Linked DNA regions of Triticum aestivum: region 1 is linked to region 2. A link is a contact called in public Hi-C data. All regions are on one chromosome and are shown on one strand. The core of a region is the stretch at or near the end of the contact, and the rest is flanking DNA. Distances in the headings are between cores, read along the strand shown.

The links. A called contact is a pair of places that touch in the nucleus more often than the background predicts.
Region 1: a Hi-C map of leaf shows a contact between it and region 2, with 4 times the contacts expected there. The contact joins the promoter of LOC123071786 here to the promoter of LOC123066087 in region 2. A contact is called at or near these places in 1 of 5 Hi-C or Micro-C datasets (leaf) and 1 of 1 datasets of contacts at active chromatin or transcription factors (leaf).

What each region holds. Positions count from the first base shown.
Region 1 is chr3B:691,494,321-691,498,237 of IWGSC CS RefSeq v2.1, forward strand. LOC123071786 (protein TRIGALACTOSYLDIACYLGLYCEROL 5, chloroplastic) reads left to right here and starts at 1,841. Exons shown (of 4, transcript XM_044495368.1): 1 at 1,841-2,147; 2 at 3,440-3,614; 3 at 3,858-3,917. The coding sequence starts at 2,009. LOC123071784 (CLP protease regulatory subunit CLPX1, mitochondrial) reads left to right here. Exons shown (of 16, transcript XM_044495367.1): 12 at 69-173; 13 at 373-435; 14 at 520-642; 15 at 715-873; 16 at 1,024-1,307. The coding sequence ends at 1,092.
Region 2 is chr3B:691,821,414-691,825,565 of IWGSC CS RefSeq v2.1, forward strand. It overlaps LOC123066087 (ethylene-responsive transcription factor ERF020-like), which reads right to left and starts at 2,212. Exons shown (of 1, transcript XM_044489239.1): 1 at 1,414-2,212. The coding sequence starts at 2,091. The coding sequence ends at 1,525.

The DNA of each region.
Region 1 (3,917 bases), core at 591-3,090, 330 kb before region 2:
GCAGCCTTTTATCTCACAAAAATATTCTTCACATAATCCTGAACATAAAATTCCATGCCGATTGGCAGGTTGAGAGTGGAGATCTTGCAAAGTTTGGCCTAATACCAGAGTTCATTGGACGCTTGCCCATTCTAGTTAGTTTGGCAGCTCTCGACGAAGATCAGCTTGTTCAGGTAAAAATGTAATGTATTCTTATTTGAGTATCCGCATGAGGTTGCTGGTTTAAGCTTTTGATGTCCTCCTTCATTCAGAATCATGTACTGTTCTTCTCCTTCACATAAACTAAATGATCCGACGTCTGTATAAGTTCTTGCACGATTTTCATATGGCTAGCCTGCTGAAGCTGACTGAAGTGATTTGATCTGCATTCAGGTTCTTACAGAACCAAAGAATTCACTTTCGAGACAATACAGGAAAATGTTTAGCCTGAACAATGTGAGTCCACTAAAACTTGGAAGTGATTATAGGCTTGCTTCTTTGCACTAATTTCTAACATTCTCTTTTTCCCCGATTCTTCAGGTTAAGCTGCACTTTACTGATGGTGCACTGCGAATAGTAGCAAAGAAGGCCATAGTCAAAAACACTGGTGCACGTGGTCTAAGAGCCCTCTTAGAGACCATTCTACTGGAGGCCATGTACGAGGTAGCTGCTTGCAGTTTTCTGTAATGAACGCTGCAAAATCGAGGCATACGTTCTGACATTCTTCGTAAACAGATCCCTGACGAGAAAGCAGGAAATGAGCGAGTAGATGCTGTTGTGGTGGACGAGGAGGCCATTGGTTCCATTGACAGGCCCGGGTGCGGGGCTAAAATTCTTCGGGGGGACGGCGCATTGGCGCAGTACATAATAAGAAATAACATTCCGAATTCACCGGTATGGTACCCAATTTGTGAAACACAGAAAAGTTACCCTATTGTCACATGCTATTAGCACAATATGTTTCTCTTTAAAATTGAAATGGAGAAAATAGCTCTTAACTTGCACTGCCTCTGTGCCTCCTCTAATGCCTGCTCTAACTTGCAGGAAACTAACGAGGCTTTGGCGGGGGAGCTCGAAGACGCGTACATGCTGTCAAGAATTGTTAGCTTGTGATTAACCTTACAGACACCGTATATTATGTAAAATGTCCTCTACTCACACCCAGTCAATTTAACCAATTTTCCTGTCATCTATGTTAAAGTTTGCGGTGAGGTCCGACGAGTGGAGATCCGGCCGGCGCGCCATTTGTTGTAATTGTTGATGTAAACAGGAGTTGCCTTTTGATCGAGCAACCACCCTGCTATAAGCAAAATGTTTCTCATTCTTTCTTTCTGGTGCCCCCCAGCCGGGCGGGCAGCTAGCTTATAGTTGTTGTTGGCAAAGGTGTACACATCAATCAGCCTCCTCACAGTTATAATAAGCAGGCGCAGTTTGCCCAGTGGCGTACAGGTTTCAACTTTCAAGCATTGTCTGTGAAAGAACATCCTGATGTTTGTCCTGCAGTATCTACATCTGTTCAAGCCTGTCGTTCTGGGATGCTGTGATTTCTTCAAGGAAAGCCGTACGATTCAAATTTGAACTAAAACCATGACAAGAATTATGGAACGTAGGGACTACTTTTCATGATCACTATCATATCAACGTTTAAGGAATCATGAATCTTCAGGTCAATGGTGCTAAAAGATGGTTCACACCCCCTGCAAAAAAAAAAAGATGGTTCACACCACACACAGTGGGTCTGAAGTCTCAGCTGGGCAGTTTCGAAGAGAGAGGTGCATGTCGAAGCGCAGCGCAGCGACCTCCTAACAACAAGCGCAAACCTTGGTGCGGTTGCGTAAACCCGGCGCGTGCACGGATCGCGAGGCTGATCGTGCGGCGAGGCGCGGCCAGACGGACCCGTTCAGCCGTCACTCTCGTCACCGTCCCCCCTCCTCCCCACCCCAGTCCCCAGTCGCTGAGAGAGAAGAAGAGATATCGAACCCTCCCGAACCTTCGGAGCGCGCACGGGGCGAGCGAGCGAGGGAGAGAGATGGCGTACGGCGGCGGCAGGAGGGGCTCGTCCAGGTGGGGCCTTCCGATGGTGAGGTCGGACGCGCTCGGCAAGCTGGGCCCCTCCTTCGGCATCGGCGCCGGCTGCGGCGTCGGCGTCGGAGTCGGCCTCATCGGCGGTACGTGCCTCCCCAGTTTTTACCTAGGCTTATTCCGCCGCCTCCTCTCTCCCTCGACCTCGAATGAATCGGCGATGGACATGGTACATGCTTGCCCGTGTTTAGTTTGGATATATTCAGTGCCCTCAGTCAGTGGCGAATAGAGTGCGGGGATTCGGGACCCGTCACGGTCACCGTCAGGATCAGGGTAGCTGATTCGAGTAATTCGATTCGAGACCACTACTTGTTTGAACCCTACAAACGTATCCTGCACTTCTAATCAGTCGCATGTTGTCAGCAGCTTTTGGAGTGGGAAGACTGCAGGGTTCAGGTAACTCAGGTGCGATAATTTAGGTCTGTATGTATGGAATATTGGGTTATGGATAATTCCCATGCTGTGGAATTCCTGTCAAAATCTGTGTTCACCCCGCTTCGTAAATAACCGTCGAAGTGTGTGTGTGCAACAGTGCAATGCTATAGGGCTCACTAGCAATCTAGCCCCTTCCCAGCCGCAACAAAAGGTTGAGTGTGGATGACTAGTTATGCAGAATATCTGCGTCTTTTTTTGGACAGGCACGCAGTACCTTTATGGGAATGCTTAAATAGTATGGGAGTGGTATATTCTAACAGAATGTTAGGCTTGCGAACGAAAAGGCTTCCTGCGAATATTTGTACACTTGAAATGTCATCCTGAAGCTTATTTGAAGTGGAAATTGCAGCTAAGATTCGAGAATTATATAGTTGGTATAGTAGCAAATCAACCACATAAGGGGATACAGGAAGGTAAATGTGGTCATCATGCAGAGCTCAGTAGACCACTCGAAAGGGAGGCAGCTACTCATATAACTTTCCAAAGTCTAAAAGATTAAAACAAATAAACAAGTACTGGTAATCAAAGATTTCTCTGATGTCAATATCTCTAATTCTAGCAGTAAGATAAGGCTGTTAGATATGCACATGGATGCTTGAAGTCATCTGCGCTATATTAGATTTCATCTTTCCATGCATCAAAGTATGGTTTGCTCCCCCCTTGATAAATATCTGCAACACTGCAAATATTGCCACATGCACCTGCTCCTAGTTGTGCCTCCCACTTTAATCAGTCGTGTTAGTTGTAACAAAATACAAGATGATATTGGCTTTCTAAATACTTCAGGGTTCATGTGGAGGGAATACCTTTGGGAAGAACGACTTATTTAGCCTACGGCTCTGAACACCATAACACAACTGGTTCTGCATATGTTGACTGCGGGCATTGTTTAACATCAAATTATCTTGCCTGTTCCTTTCTCATTTCTTATTTGGCTGAACAGGCGCAGGAATTGGAGCTGGATTCCCTGGTTTACAGCTGGGATTCGGAGCAGGCGCTGGATGTGGAATAGGAATAGGCTTTGGCTACGGTTTTGGAAAGGGGATTGCATATGACGAGAACGGAAAATATTCAAACATCAGGAGATCATTTCAGAACACCGGGAGCCTTCCTTACGAGTAAGCAGCAACTCATTCTAAGCTTTGTACTATCGCAAAAATGGCTCCATTTGGGCTTCTCCTGTTGCTCGACATGCTTGCATCCACAGAGGGGGCTTGCTTGACCTTGAATCTGCTTATATGTGTTATTATAAATGCCAATTGGCTGGTTCATTCATACATACACTTGATGTGAACTGTCTTTGACATGTCTGACTTCACATGTTATCTCATTCTTTTAACACGACGAAAAAAAATCTGCAGTCAGGAGTTTGATATCCTGTTTGACGAGGTGATGGAGAGCACCAGGAAGCTGATCAAAGC
Region 2 (4,152 bases), core at 962-3,461:
AATGAGATGCACATGATGACATGACAAAATGCAACACGCAAGCAAATGGCATGGCAACACCGACGAATAACTAGCAGACACCTGGCGCATCGGATCCGGGATGTTACATAAACTTTCAGCCTCTGCAACACTATGATGCACATAGTAATATGACTGCACACCGTAACATCATCACACAACTTCAACTTATTCGCATCACGGTGAGAAACAACAGAGGCACATCCAAAAGGCTCATCGGAATAACATCATCGGAAGGATAAGTCACGACCCAACTCCTCTAACAAGCATTGTTGTTGCCAAACAAATTGCAACGCCACCATGTGGGCAAATCACCATACACTAATCTCTTCGATAGGCCAGCTCCAAAGACGAAGCCTCCAATGAGGAGAACGGCAGGTGCAAGAGGCATCGCCGTCGTCCAATCGAAGAGCCGATCTGAGGTTTTGCTTAGAGCATACATGGAAGAATAGGCACGACGGCTTCATGAAGGACACGACGTCCGTAGACATCGCCTAGCCGACTCCGACCATGGGCCAAAGGCAAGGTTCTCGCCCGTTTGTGCGCACTCTACTACTCAGAACCGGCTGACCGCATAAGCCTCTACTAGTTGCAGCCCTCCCCACACTACGATGCCACACCGGGCCCATTGATACCCGCAACAGACATAGGGGTTGTTTGGTTCTAGGCCTAACAATGCCACACTTTGCCATACAATGTTGCCACACTTACCTAAGGTTAGTTCTTCAAAATGAGAGGCACAAGTTAAGCCTAAGGAAATCTTGACACACTTTTTTGAGTGTATGTGATGTGAGAACCCGGTGTGGCTTGCCTAATATGTGACTTGAAGCAAATACTCATCTAAGTTGGTCAAATTTGTCTAACCTTAAATATGACAACCTTAGGCAAACTTAGTCTCAAACCAAACCGCCCCAGAGTCCCCGAGCGGACCTGCCAATGTGTTGACAAGACAACATTTGGCAATTGCCAAACTTCCAAACAAAGTTGACATCAAGTGATAGCTAACTTTTTAGCTTTGACCAAACATTAGCAAAGGGAATTTTGACATCAAACTAAACTTGCTCTATGCTCTGACCCATCCTCCCTTGGCACTGGCAGGCAGGCGAAAAGGGTTTGCTGGTCATTGACCGGTCGCCATCCGTCCGTACCTTGGAGAAAGGAGAGCCTCAGCGATCCATGCCAGCTAGCCTGGTCAACCTAGGCCTGCCCGCAGGCCGCAGCGCCATTCATCAGATCACCCGAGCGGGGCCTCGCCTACGTGCCGGTGGCCATGCATACGAGCACTGTCGCCACTCACTGCTGCATACGCAGTGGCTGGCTACATGTCTCGCCAATTTCAAATGTCAACAGGTAGGTAGTAATCATTCCATATCGAACGTGCGCGCGGAAGTAATATTTTCGAATTTCAAATGGCTCAACCTTGCCAACTGCGACCGGTGTTCGATCTTTATTGCATCAGCTAATTCTACGTAGTACCGGACTACCGGTGATGGTGTATGCTCAATTTTACATCAATATCTCCATGTCGTCGACGCTGAGCTCGCCGGAGACAAGCTGCCCCCTGCTGCCACCGCCGCCAGTGGTGTCCCCGCCGTCCCCCGTATATGTGTACGCGTACGCGCCGTCGTGCTGGAACTCCGCGTGCCGCGCGTTCGCGCCACCCTGCGCAGCGCCTGCGCCGGCGCGCGCCTCCGCGTAGCACTGCCTGGGCGCGCCGTCCCGCGCCGCCACGAGCTGCGCGTCGGCGGCCATGCCGGCGTCGGACGCCACGCTCTGCACGGACCGCGGCGAGAGGGGCGCCACGCAGCCGGCGCCGTACGCGGCGGCCGCGCGCTCCGGGAAGTTGAGCCCAGCGGCGCCGTTGCCGCCGCCGCGGAGGAAGTAGACGGCCGTGTCGTGCGCGACGGCGGCGGCCTCGGGCGTGGCGTAGGAGCCCAGCCACAGCCGCTCCCTCGTGCCGGGCACCCGGATCTCCGACACCCACTTCCCCCACCGCCGCCGCCGCACGCCCTTGTACCGGCACCTCTCCTCCTCGCCGCCCCTCGCCGCCGATGCCTCCGCCGCGCTGCTCATCTCTGACCACCTTCCGAGCCTCTGACCTCGCCTCTTTCTCAACGCACGGCCGAGCTTCCAAGTGAACGTACTACGTACCACACGCTTATATACCAGTGAGAGGTCAACCCAAAAAACGAGTTGACCCTGCATGCGGAAGGATCGAATCGGCTTTGCGTTTGACCTTGTGAGCTGTGAGCAGTACTAATACAGCCGTGTGGTGATATTTGTGGTCGGCATGGGAGCAACGGGGTCAAAATCTTCAAAGGGTCAATCGTATGAACACGCACGTAGTGGTAGGCTCCCCAAGTCGCCGTCAGATTCTGTGGGGAACCCTCTTCTCCATCGCAGTCTACAGGCCTGAGTAGTTAGGAGTATTAATTAGGGACTGACTTTTAGCCAAAATGTCAGTACTATAACATAAATAATTATGCCACATGCGTATTTTATTTTATTTTTGAAATGGCGTTTTTAAGGTCTGTGCTAGCACTTTATATGATCTTTGAGCTTTTCAAAAATAATAATATTATGGAAGTATATTTCATGATAAAAAATTTGATGGATTTTTTTTAGTCAAAACAAATCATGATAAAAAACTAACGGTGTCTCCTCCGTCCAAAACATATTAGACATGCGTGCGTTTGTGCTTTTCACGATCTATCTCTAACCAACAATCTGATCAACAATATATGAGTTAGTAATCTAAAGTCATCGGATTCATACTCGAAAGTACTTCAAACTTTATAAAATTTGCATCAGATCACATAAATTGAGTTGGACATTATGTTACTTGAAGTGTAACTTTAGTAGAACTCGTGCGATTTTGCGTTTGGTAAACCTCGGGCAACTAAATAAATTGGTTTGTCGATTTCGCCATAGAGAGGAGACAACGCTCGAGGTTGAGACGAGGAGGATGTGGTGTCCCCTGCGGGGGCTCGCCGGAGAAGGGGCCGACGCGGCTCGTTGGGGGAAGGACGAGCAGGGGGTTCGCAGGTGCGGTATAGGGGTCGCTGGTGCCGGAGTTGGTGGGCAGGGTTTAGAGGAAAGTCGGGGGTGCAGTTGGTGGGCAGGGTTTAGAGGAAAGTCAGTGGTGCAATTGGTGGGCAGGGTCGGGTGGCGACATGGTGCCGGTGGTTCGGCCGACAGTATGGGGAGAAGAAGCTCAACTAAAGGAGCAAGATGCCGGGCAGCAATTGGATTTCATTTAATGGCAAAATGAATTGATTTTATCCAGGTAACTGGAAAATAGGTGTTGCATTGTGATTTATAGTTTTTTTTTATGGAGAGAGCCTTTATTTGACCAATATTAGCATGTTTGTTAGAAGAAGAAGAAAACAACATACATGTTGCTAAATAATCTTTGACCACCCTAATTTTTTTGTGAATAGCGAAAGTATAAATTTTAAAATGACTAGGTATGTGTCCGTGTAGCCACGGGAACCAAATATTTTTCTAACACAATATAAGACGACCATACGAGACAATTCTTGTTGCAGAAACAACTAGACAGGTTTTACCTCTCTGCATTTATTGCTATATACCATCGATTGACCTGGCTTATTGTGTTATCAAAATTTTCTTTGCCGAAATCCAGAAGTGGGTAGAAAACCGGGGAAGATCGATGGAGGGAGGAAGGTCGAAGGGATGATAGGGAGAAAAGTGAAAGATAAAACCCTACGTTCACATTGCGGTGTCGATTACCAAATAGTGCTTGTTTAATATATTTATCAGTTTAACTAAATCACATCTAGATGTGCTATAAGTATTGCACATTTAAGCCCTATATCATTGGTTTTACACTAAGATTCGTGCAAGCATCTTCTTTCTAGTTTGATTGAGCACTTAGATGTGCAATAACTAAGGCACACCCTAGACAGACCCTTTATTTATCTCTAATTGTAGATATTCTCACGACTGAACATAAAATAAGGAAGTCATTTTTTTTTTGAAGGAACTCATTCCTGGTCCGCTGTGACTTGAGTGGCATCTCGGCACCGTTTTTGTATGGTGGTCGGCTTTGCCAGCGACGGGACATGAAAAGAAGACGCACTCACTGCTTAACCGCCACTGGGCAGGGCGAGC